Linked DNA regions of Capra hircus: region 2 is linked to region 1. The links are chromatin contacts, called in public Hi-C maps. All regions are on one chromosome and are shown on one strand. Each heading gives the region's core, a stretch centred on a gene start, on an enhancer-like site or on the middle of the called end of the contact. The rest is flanking DNA. Distances are from core to core; before and after follow the strand shown. Region 1 holds the start of SMU1 (WD40 repeat-containing protein SMU1). Region 2 has its middle 27 kb from the start of SPINK4.

Region 1 (5,569 bases), core at 2,105-4,604:
CCAATGGCCACTATTAATGTCAGCCACAAAACTCTCAATGCTGTCCACTGTATTCAGAGACACAGTTGTCTCTTCCTGCAAGGTGGCTAGCGCCCGATGTAGACTGTTCTCCTTGAGGTACTGCATAATGAGCCGGATCACACTGAAAGAAGCAAGCACATCATTCAGCTCAGGGATCCTCACTCACCAAAGATGCCACAAAACTAGGCCCAGTTTTTTCTCTGCAGCCATCCTCCTTTCACTACCTGCTTTCCATTTATCACGTGAGTAAAACCTTCCCTCCCCCACCCCCACACCATAGAACCTGAGTTACAGAAGACCCTGGGGATCATCCAGTTCCTACTTCGAACTCATAAGTAGAACTGGGGTTCAGTGAGGGGAAATAACTTGTCCTGTGTCTCACAGTCAGTTAGAAAATAAGATAGTACCAAGAAGACTCTCATACTTGCAAGGTCAGAGATCTTTCTATTATGCCAAGTTTCTTGTTCATATGATTCCACTGTTGCACACTTTAGGAAAACATTTTAAACCTAGTCTAGTCACTGATACAGAATACTCTAAATGACTGGATGGTTTGGTCCATTTTTAAATGACAGCAAAAAAAATATGAATTGAGACCATTTTAACAGGGATTTGTTGAACATAAATAAGTAGAGCTATATTAGATGCAAATTCAAAACAAAGTTATGTGTCCTCACAAAAATAACACCTACCCACTGCCATTATTACCAAAATTTCAGGACAAGTGAAATAAAAACATGTGAATACACTTTCCCAAGGGAAAGAGGACCCAGACAATCTCCAAATACTGAGAGAACAAGCAACAATTTTCAGCATATGACAGAAAACTTACAAGTTAAATATATATTCAATTAAAACTTCTCGATCTCTGGCTTAGTATTAAGGAGTCTGGTGAATAATTTCTCATATAGACAGTAAAAATTCATGTACATTGCTATACTACAGTTCTTCTCTTGCCTTTGAAGTACACATATGGCTCATGCATACTTCTACCGGACAGCATGAGTATCAGGGGTCACACTGTCCAGACTGGAAGAGATTTCAAATTGGAATTTAGTCTATTCTCTTTCCCAGGAGAGAAACAATAATCAAAAAACAATGACCAATGTTTACTTGGCCAGTGTTCACAATATATCAGGTACTGTTCTAAGCATTTCCGACTCAGCTACTCCTCAAAACAACCCTATGAGGATGGCATTTACTCTTAGGTCCATTTTACAGATGAGGATTTGGCCAGGAAACAGAGCTAAGTGGAAAAAGGAAGATTCAAACGGGCAGTGTGGCATGTGAGCATATTTTGTTGTTGTCAGTCACTCGGTCGTGTCTGACGCTGTGAACCCGTGGACTGCAGCACACCAGGCTTCCCTGTCTTTCACCTTCTCCTGGAGCTTGCCAAACTCATGCCCATTGAGTCAGTGATGCCATCCAACCACCTTGCCCTCTCTCATCCCTTCCACCTCCTGCCTTCAATCCTTCTCAGCACCAGAGTCTTTTCTAATGAGTCAGCTCTTTCCATAGGTGGCCAAAGTATTGGAGCTGCAGCATCAGTCCTTCCAATAGCCCGGATAGGAGAGCAAACCCCCTCTTCTTAAAAACAGTTCTTGCAGAAGGGAACTGAATACTGCTACTCACAGTGGTCTTTTCTTTCATGGGCCCGTTAAGAGACCCCAGCTTGGATCCCTGCCGTTCTAGCACCACACTGTTCCCAACAGCACACTTCCATTTATACTCCGCAAATGAGACACCATGCTTGCAAAGAACTCGTATTTTCTAGAGCCAAAATCAAATTCACTTTCTTCTTTGTGTAATACATAAGAGTTAAAAGTTTTGGAGATTTGAATCAGAGATTGGGACTTGAATCAGAGCTCTGCACTTACTGTGACTTTGGACAAGTCAGTTAACGTCTCTTTGCCTATTTCCTCATCTGTTAATAAAAATACCTACTCTGTAGGGTATACAGATCAGTCTGTAGGGTATACAGATCAGTCTGTAGGGCTGATCAAAGAGAAGATGACACTGCTTACAGCGTGACTAACAGAGAAAATACTTAATAAACACAGCAATTACTGATAATAAAAAACATGCAGCAGCTCAGGGCTGGGAGAATGATCTGTTCCCATTTTTGATTCAGGGTCTGAAGTATGGAATGCTTTCCAACTCCTGCCAACTCCTAGCTGTCTTCATCGCCAGCACTCTCCATCATCCTTCGTTTTACTTTTCTCCACAACACTTACCACCATCTGTAAGCCTATTTTACTTACTGCTGTTTTCCTTCCTTTCTGTAAGGGCAAGGACTTTGGTCTGCCTCATTCACTACCATATTCCCAGGGCTAGAGCAGGTACACAACAGACTTCAATATTTTCTGAATGAATAAACCTCCCTTCCTCCTATGGCAGATCCCTCCCTTACACTCATGACGCAAATGTAAAATCTGCCGATTTAATTATTAAGCGTTGGCAAGAGCAAGTAGAGGATGGAGTCCTGGAAAAGTTCACTGAACACTTTCTTCAGTCACTCATTAGTACCCCTCTCCCCCAAATCTATCATTCTCCTGGCCCAATTTCCACATTCTGTCCCTCCCTTGCGGCTACACAAAGCTCACGGGCCAACCAAAATTCAGCGCCACACGGAACCTGATAAAAAAAGCAGCTTTCATTCCAAAGACAATTACTGAGCCTCTACGATGTACTAGGAACTGAGACTGTGATGAAAAGCAGCCCCTAGGCGCCGACATAGGCTAGAAGGGTGGGCAAACGGTGACAATACCAGATTAAGAGCTAGGCAGAAAAAAACAGAGGGCCGTGTAAGCACAGGGGAGGAAACAAACCACCGTGCTCAATGGGGGCAGGAAGAGAGGGAAGGCTAAGAGTGCAGCCCCCTTGTGCAGATGAGACCGGAGTCCTGACTGGATGGCTAATCTGTTCAGTCCCAGGGCGCATCAGGAGTCGGCGAGGGCTAGAACTCAGGTTTTGCAGGCACGTCCTACCCCTAGCCCCGCGCCGCCTTCCACCAGGCTTTGGGCTTTCCGTTCGCTACTTTCTTGCGGGCCCGCCCCTGAAGCAGTCAGATCCCAAAAGCTTCTTTGTGGGGAAGTAAATACCCCTCCACTCCCAACCTCTGGGACGCCTCCCTCGAGCAGCTTCTACCCCTCAACTCATCGACTCCCGGCCCGGCCACTTCGCGAACATCCGACACCACGAGACTCACTCGGAGGACTCGATTTCGATCGACATAGCGCTGTCTTTCCGGGCGCAGGCTCCACTCCACTCTCAGGCCCAGCCGCGCAACGCACCAACGCCACCTCCGGCGACTCACGTACGTCACTTCCGCTCGACGTCGAGCCCCCTCGCTCCGGAGACGGTGTGTACGGAAGAGGAGCCAGGACTACGTGTGGGGCGGGGCAGTGCTGGGCGGGGCTTGCACGCAGGGCTGTGCAGGGCGGAGCTTCGAGGGCGTTTCAGAAGTCTGAACCTAAGTGCCTGGTCCAGAGAATTCTTAATTCTCTCTAAAGAAAGAGTCGTTCTTAAAGGACTGGTTTCTAAATGTTGCCTTTAAAATTTTTAGTTAGTTTAGATTTAAAGATAGGGCTGACAGACATAGAGAACAGACTTGTGGACAGAGTGGGGGAAGGAGAGGGTGGGATGAATTGAGAGTACAGGAGAATCATGTATATTACCATAAACAAAATAGATAGCTAGTGGGAATTTGCTGTATGACTCAGGGAGCTCAACCCAGTGCTCTGTGACAACCTAGATGGGTGGGATGGGGTGGGAAGTCGGAGGGAGATTCAAGAGGGAGGGGACGTATGTATCAGTTCAGTTCAGTTGCTCAGTCGTATCTGACTCTGCAACCCCATGGACTGCTGCATGCCAGGCTTCCTTGTCCATCACCAATTTCCAGAGCTTGCTCAAACTCATGTCCATCAAGTCGGTGATGCCATCCAACCATCTCATCCTCTGTCGTCCGCTTCTTCTCTGCCTTCAATCTCAAGACCAGCCTCAAGAACTTCTCTAGTGAGTCAGTTCTTCACAACAGGTGGCCAAAGTATTGGAGCTTCAGCCTCAGCATCAATCCTTCTAATGAATATTAAGGACCGATTTCCTCTAGGATTGACTGGTTTGATCTTGCAGACCAAGGGACTCTCAAGAGTCTTCAACACCGCAGTTCAAAAGCATCAATCCTGAATTATATTCGCAGCCACCACCGCGCCGCCGTCGCTCTCCAACGCCAGCGCCTCTTCTAGCTCGCGGAGCTCCAGCCGAAGGAGAAGGTGGGTAAGTAAGGAGGTCTCTATACCGTGGCTCGTACAAAGCAGACTACCGGCAAATCGACCAGTGGTAAAGCACCGAGGAAGCAACTTGCTACAAAAGCCGCTCTCAAGAGTGCGCCCTCTACTGGAGACGTGAATGAACCACATCGTTACAGACTTGGTACTGGGACACTCCGTGAAATTAGACGTTATCAGAAGTCCACTGAACTTCTGATTAGCAAACTTCCCTTCCAGCGTCTGGTGCGGGAAATTGCTCAGGACTTCAAAACAGATCTGCGCTACCAGAGTGCAGCTATTGGTGCTTGACAGCAGGCAAGTGAGGCCTATCTGGTTGGCCTTTTTGAAGACACCAACCTGTGTGCTATCCATGCCAAACGTGTAACAATTACGCCAAAAGACATCCAGCTAGCATGCCGCATACGTGGAGAACGTGCTTAAGAATCCACTATGACGGGAAACATTTCATTCTTTAAAAAAAAAAAATTCTCTTCTTCCTGTTATTGGTAGTTCTGAACGTTAGATATTTTTTTCCCATGGGGTCAAAAGGTACCTAAGTATATGATTGCAAGTGGAAAATAGGGGACAGAAATCAGGTATTGGCAGTTTTTCCATTTTCATTTGTGTGAGAATTTTTAACATAAATGCGGGAATATAAAGCCTTAATGAAAGTCAAAATGTTTCAGTGAACAAGTTTCGGCAGTTCAACTTTATAACAATTATAAATAAACCTGCTAAATTTTTCTGGATAATGCCAGCATTTGGATTTTTTTAAAACAAGAAAATTTCTTATTGACTGCAACTAAATGGTGTTTGTAGCATTTTTATCATACAGTAGATTCCATCCATTCACTATACTTTTCTGAGTTGTCCTGTGTGCAAGTACATGTTTTTAATGCTGTCTGTCTTCTGTGCTGTTCCCATAAGTTTGCTATTAAAATACATTTAACTATATATATGTAAAAGGCATCAATTCTTTGGCACTCAGCTTTCTTTATGGTACAACTCTCACATCTGTACATGACTACTGGAAAAACCATAGCCTTGACTAGAATGACCTTTGTCAGCACAGTAATGTCTCTGCTTTTTAATAGGCTGTCTAGATTTGTGATAGCTTTTCTTCCAAGGAGCAAGGGTCTTTTAATTTCATGGCTGCGGTCAACATCTGCAGTGATTTTGGAGCACAAGAAAATAAAGTCTGTCACTGTTTCCATTGTTTCCCCATATATTTGCCTTGAAGTGATGGGACCAGATGCCATGATCTTCGTTTTCTGAATATT
Region 2 (5,466 bases), core at 2,235-4,734, 140 kb after region 1:
ATCCATGCACTCTAGAGGGCGGATTTCCAGCACATTCTGCCATTATAGCACCATAGTGACATCTCTACCATCCCGTGAACCCAGCTCCACAAAGTCTGGATCTACAAAGTCTGGATCTTAGCTTTGAGCGTGGGATGGGAGTGGGGAGCTGCCTCAGATGCAGTCCCTCAGCCCTAGGCAGAGCGGCTGCTCTTTGGAGCTGTTGTTCCTTTACTCCTGAAGTCCACTGGGCCTCGGAAGACTCCCTAGTATCCTAATAGTCCTGATAATTAAGGTTGTCCTTTTCTTCCACTTTTTTTTCAAAAGAAGATTTATCTGTTGCCTAGAGTGGGTTTCCGTTGCTATGCCGGCTTTCTCTGGTTGGAGCTTGCGGGCTGTAGAGTACTGACTCAGTAGTTGTAGCCCCCGGGCTTGATCACTCTGAGGCTTGTGAAATCTTTCCAGACCAGGGATCAAGCCGGTGTCCCTTGCATGGCAAGGCAGATTCTTAACTACTGGACCACCAGGGAAGCACCTCTTTTTTTTTTTTTTCACTTTAATCTAGCTCTAGTTTTTTTCTGTAGCTTATAAACAAAAGAGACTTAACTTGGGAATTCTTGACGAGGACCCTGTTCTCACTGCCGAGGGCCCCAGGTTCAATCACTGGTTAGGGAACTAAGATTCCATAAGCCTTGTGGGCAGCCCCCATCTCCCGCAAAAAAAAAAAAAAAAAGATTGAGCAAGAAAGACTTACCAATAGAGTGTGACTCTGAGAGACTCTGCACCTCTTCTCATCATATATTAACTTCAATAGAAGATTTCGAGTTTGAGAGATGTCCCTGTTTGAGACAACATTATTTATAAAAGTGAAAATAAGAAGCAACTTGGAAGTCCAATAATAGATATGATTTGGAAAGTATTAATGTGCTTGTTTCTTTTGTGTTTTCCTCTTCGGCGCAAATCATGCAGGCTGGTTATCGTTCATTTGCCCTTTCAAATCCATTGTTCACTGTGTGTCACACCCTCTGTGCACTGGGAGGTTGACCTCTGCAGAATACCTGTTCCCCTGTCTTCCCGTTCAGTCGGGTTAATGGGAGGCACGGGAAACAGGTGGAAGGCAGGTGGAGGGAGATGTCAGAGTCTTTACTCCCCTAGGTCCCTCTCAGCCAGACCATAGGGAGGCTATGCCTGTATCCTTCCACCTCGCCAAGCTTCAGATTTTGCTGTTGCTCCTTCAGAACTAAGGGTGTTAATACCCTCGCACATCTCTGGTCTGGGCGCTTCACCATTTCTTATGCGTTAAACTAGCCTTGCTGGCACCTTTCTGGATAGTCTGCCTTGAGTAAGCTATCAGTTTTCTGCTGAGACCCTGGATGATTCTATATCAATGAGAAGACAAAAGAAGCAGAAGTTAGAATTTGTTACAGAAAAGATGCAGAGTGGGAATTCCCCAGTGGTTAGGACACTGCACTTTCACAGCCAGGGGCCTGGGTTCAATCCCTGGTTGGGGAACTAACATCCCACAAGCTATATGATATGGCCAAAAGAAAGAAAGAGAGAGAAAGAAGGACGCAAAGAGAAAGACTGAGGTTTCTGACATGCAAAATGGGATCACATAGAAGGATGAAAGCCTTAAAGGCAGGCTATTCAAATTATTTCTTCAGATTATTCTTTAGTTAGACTCATTGCTAATTTTGCCTATTAAGCGTGTAGGAAGTAGTGCAGGAGACTAGATCAGCTAGAGACAAAAAGTATAGAAATCACATTTTTATAATCAAACTTTCTGTACATTCCCAATTGAAGTGTGATATAAGTCTGTAACCACTACAGGGATGTGGTTAACTAAATTATAAAAGGGTAGGATGGAATATTAATGATGATCACAGCAAGCAAGAGCTTACAATGTACTGCCAAGTGAAAAAGGAAGGCAAGAAACTCATAGCCAGTATGATCTCAGCTATGTTAAACATGTATGTATATGCACGTATGTGTGTGTGTGTTCAGTCATGTCTGACTCTTCGTGACCCCATGGACTATATAGCCTGCCAGGCTCCTCTGTCCATGGGATTCTCCAGGCAAGAATACTGGAGTAGGTTGCCATGCCCTCCTCCAGGGGATTTTCCCAACCCAGGGATCGAACCCAGGTCTCCTGCATTGCAGTCATATTCTTTACCATCTGAGCCACCAGGGAAGCCCAATGGTGTCCTGGAGAGTGGAAAACACAATAAGGCCAGCTTCATCAGGACTGAATGAAGACATGTAAGTTGACCCCTCTTTCCACCCAGGGCCTTTTGGGCCTTTGGGGCTTTGTGTGGGTCCTTCCCTCTGCTTCAAATGCTACCTCCATGTCCAATCTTGGTCTATTGCTGCCTGACTCACCTTTGGAGTATTTCTATAGAATAGCAAACAGTCTTGGGGTTTCCCTGGTAGTCTAGTGGTAAAAAAATCTACTTGTCAATGCAGGAGACATGGGTTCAATCCCTGGTCCAAGAGGATCCCACATGCCGAGAGCCTGGACTCCTAAACAAGAGAAGGCATCACACCACAACTAGAGAACCCTCAGAACCCTTCTTAAAAGTCTTAATTGACTTTGTTACAATATTACTTCTGGTTTTGTTTTTTTTTTTTTTTTTTTTAATGTTTTGGTTTTTTGGGCCCAAAGCATGTGGGATTTTAGCTCCCTGACCAGGGATCAAACTCGTATTCCCTGCATTAGAAGGCAGAGTCTTAACCCCTGGACTGCCAAGGAAGTTGCTGGAAGGTCTATCTTTAGGCAATAAAGAGAGTTCAGAGAAAGCCTCTCCTTGTTTTGCTATTTCTCAAATGCTTACAATTCAAAATAATCAATTTATCAAAGCGTTCATTTTGGGGTGGCGTATTCTGCTACCCTTCATTGTGGTTATCAATGTTGTGATTTTCAGTTTCCTCTGCCTTAGTTAACCGACATCTGGGCTAGTTAACCTCCACCCATCACAAGCCTAGTCTGTGGGAAGAGCCTCCCCCAGGCCTTCACCCTGCCTGCCTGCAGTCTCACTGCAGCCCACAGAGCTCACTCCACCAGGGCCCAGGGCGACACCCAGACATGCGCATGACCTGCAGAAGGAAAGAGATTTCAAAACTAGGCCATCTGCTCAGCATCTAGGTGCACTCGCCCGGAAACTTCTTTGCTTGCTTATGGGTCAGGCTGCTGTGAACCCTCCCTGTATCTCCTCCACTAACCAAGGATGCGGATCAAGAGGAAGAAGCTGAAAGTTCTCCATACAGAGCCCTGAATCCTGGGCTCTCTGACTGGCCATTTGTCTGGTCCAGAGCAGAGATGGTGTCTCTGGGAGGGTAATGGGAAGTATCTGCTTCCCCTCCAAACCTTGCTGTTTCCCTTCCTCCCAGTCATGGCAGGTATCTAAGCAGGAAGGACCCCAGGTATGGCCTCATTACCTGTCCTCACTCCTGGATGACATGCCTGCAGCCTGGCCTTCTGAGTCAGCCATTGCTGGGTGAGGAGAGAAGAGAAGCCACTTGCTTCCTCCACCAGCCTTCCCTTCCTGTTCTGTCTGACTGGCCTGGCCTGAAGGCTGCTGGGTCAGCTCTTCAGCTGAGACACACACAGAACTGCGTTTGTTTTTGTTTACATGCTTGTCAGAGAGTGCGCTCATTTCAAGGCAGTGCTTCTCAAACAGTAATGGACAGAGGAGCATACATACATACACTTCTGAAGAGCTTTTCAAAGCCTTTAATAAACTAACGGTCATTGCTAGTGTCCAAGAGCGAGAGATTCAATAGGCAGTGTTGTCCTCACTTATTTGACCACAGAGAACTTTCCAGAGACTTATCTTATAGTGCTGAGAAATATAGGTGACAGTTATCACTCCAGGTGCTCATCCAAGGACTGTAGATAAAAATTAAGTTTCAAAGGAGATCTAGAGAGATGAGGGGAGTGGAGGTGAGAATTGAAAAAACAGACACCACTTGTCTGTTCCCTTTGCAGACTGGTGTCACCAGGCTTTTAAGATCTTATCAGGCACTGTGGGGTTCTTCCTGCTCCTCTGGATTCCTCAGGGAAGGGAACACAGGAGAATTCTGACTCCTTCTTCCCCCCTCTGGTGCACTGTAGTGTCTGAGAGAGGGAGGCCAGGAAACCTAGAGAAGACTGCCTGGTGTTCAGTCCACTAACAGACTAAAAGTTCTGGTACATTTCTCCAGGCAGAGCTTTATTCCAGCTGGAAAGTAGAGGTGGACATTTTTAAAAGGACCATGTAATACAGTCTGTAGCTGAGATGATCGTTGTTCTTTGTCGCTAAGTCACGTCTGACTCTTTTTGTGATCCCGTGGACTGCAACCCTCCAGACTCCTCTGTCCATGGCATTTTCCAGGCAGGAATACTGGAGTGGGTTGACATTTTCTTCTTCATGGGATCGTCCTGACCCAGGGATCGAAATAGCCTCTCTTGCTTGGCAGGCAGATTCTTTACCACTGAGCCACTTGGAAGCCGATAGTTGAGATTAGGGTTGAAATAAACTAACAAAAAGGAAGGCAGAGTCTAGCCAAAGGGTCCCAAGTGAATTCCAGAGTTTGTTTACCACAAATCAGTGCTCCTCAACTGGAGGTGTTTTTGCCCCCATCATTGGACATTTGACAACGTTTGGAAGCATTTTTGGTTGTCACAACCAGGGAGAAGGGATGTTACTGGCATCTAGTGGGCAGTGGCCAAGGACACTGTCAAACATTCTATAATGCACAGGACAGCTCCCTACAACAAAGAATTATCAGGCTCAAAATGTCAACAGAGACACAGCTGAGAAACCTTCAAAGTTTTCCTAGGACATCACCTGTAATAAACCTTTAGGATGTTACATAAATTCAGCTCTCTTACCACAAAGAATCAGGAGAAATTTATTCAGTAGAAGAAAATCCAGGATTATAAATTTGGACATCCAAATCTTAGTCAACAGTACTATTTTGTAAATTTAAACAACATCACAAAGAGCACTACACACTTTGTAAGGAGACATACAAATAAAACAACTCACATTATATAGTTCCTTTAATTTAAGAGCTTATGGCTGTATGTCCCGGAACTTTTTTAGTAAGTTTCAGTAATATTAACTGTATTTTCTCGCTTGTTCAGATTATTTCTGGTGAATCTTTGTCCACAGTTCCATTTCAATACAGGTCAATAAAAAAAGTTTATGGACTTCCCTGGTTCAATCCCTGCTCCAGGAAGATTCCACATGCTGTGGAGCAACTAAGCCTGTGTGCCACAGCTACTGAACCTGTGCTCTAGAGCCTGAGAGCTTCAACTACTGAAACCCTTGCACCTAGAGCCAGCCCTCTGCAACAAGTGTAGCCCCCTCTTGCTGAAACTAGAGAAAGTCCACTTACATCAAAGACCCAGTGCAGCAAAATATAAATAAATACATAATAAAAGTTATGGATGATACCTGGATTCAGCTGTTTTAGCACAAAGAACTTGGGGAAAATTTATGAAGC

What was found. A called contact is a pair of places that touch in the nucleus more often than the background predicts.
Region 2: a contact with region 1 is called in a Hi-C map of liver, with 3 times the contacts expected there. The contact joins the enhancer-like site here to the promoter of SMU1 in region 1. A contact is called at or near these places in 4 of 5 Hi-C or Micro-C datasets (blood and liver).

The regions. Positions count from the first base shown.
Region 1 is chr8:74,630,774-74,636,342 of ARS1.2, forward strand. SMU1 (WD40 repeat-containing protein SMU1) reads right to left here and starts at 3,355. Exons shown (of 12, transcript XM_005684052.3): 1 at 3,230-3,355; 2 at 1-142. The coding sequence starts at 3,255.
Region 2 is chr8:74,770,352-74,775,817 of ARS1.2, forward strand. No RefSeq gene overlaps it. Among named protein-coding and RNA genes, the nearest start is that of SPINK4, 27 kb to the right of the region's middle. Within about 2 kb of position 3,485, at least 2 of the 5 cell types and tissues checked have an H3K27ac peak or open chromatin away from gene starts, as enhancers often do.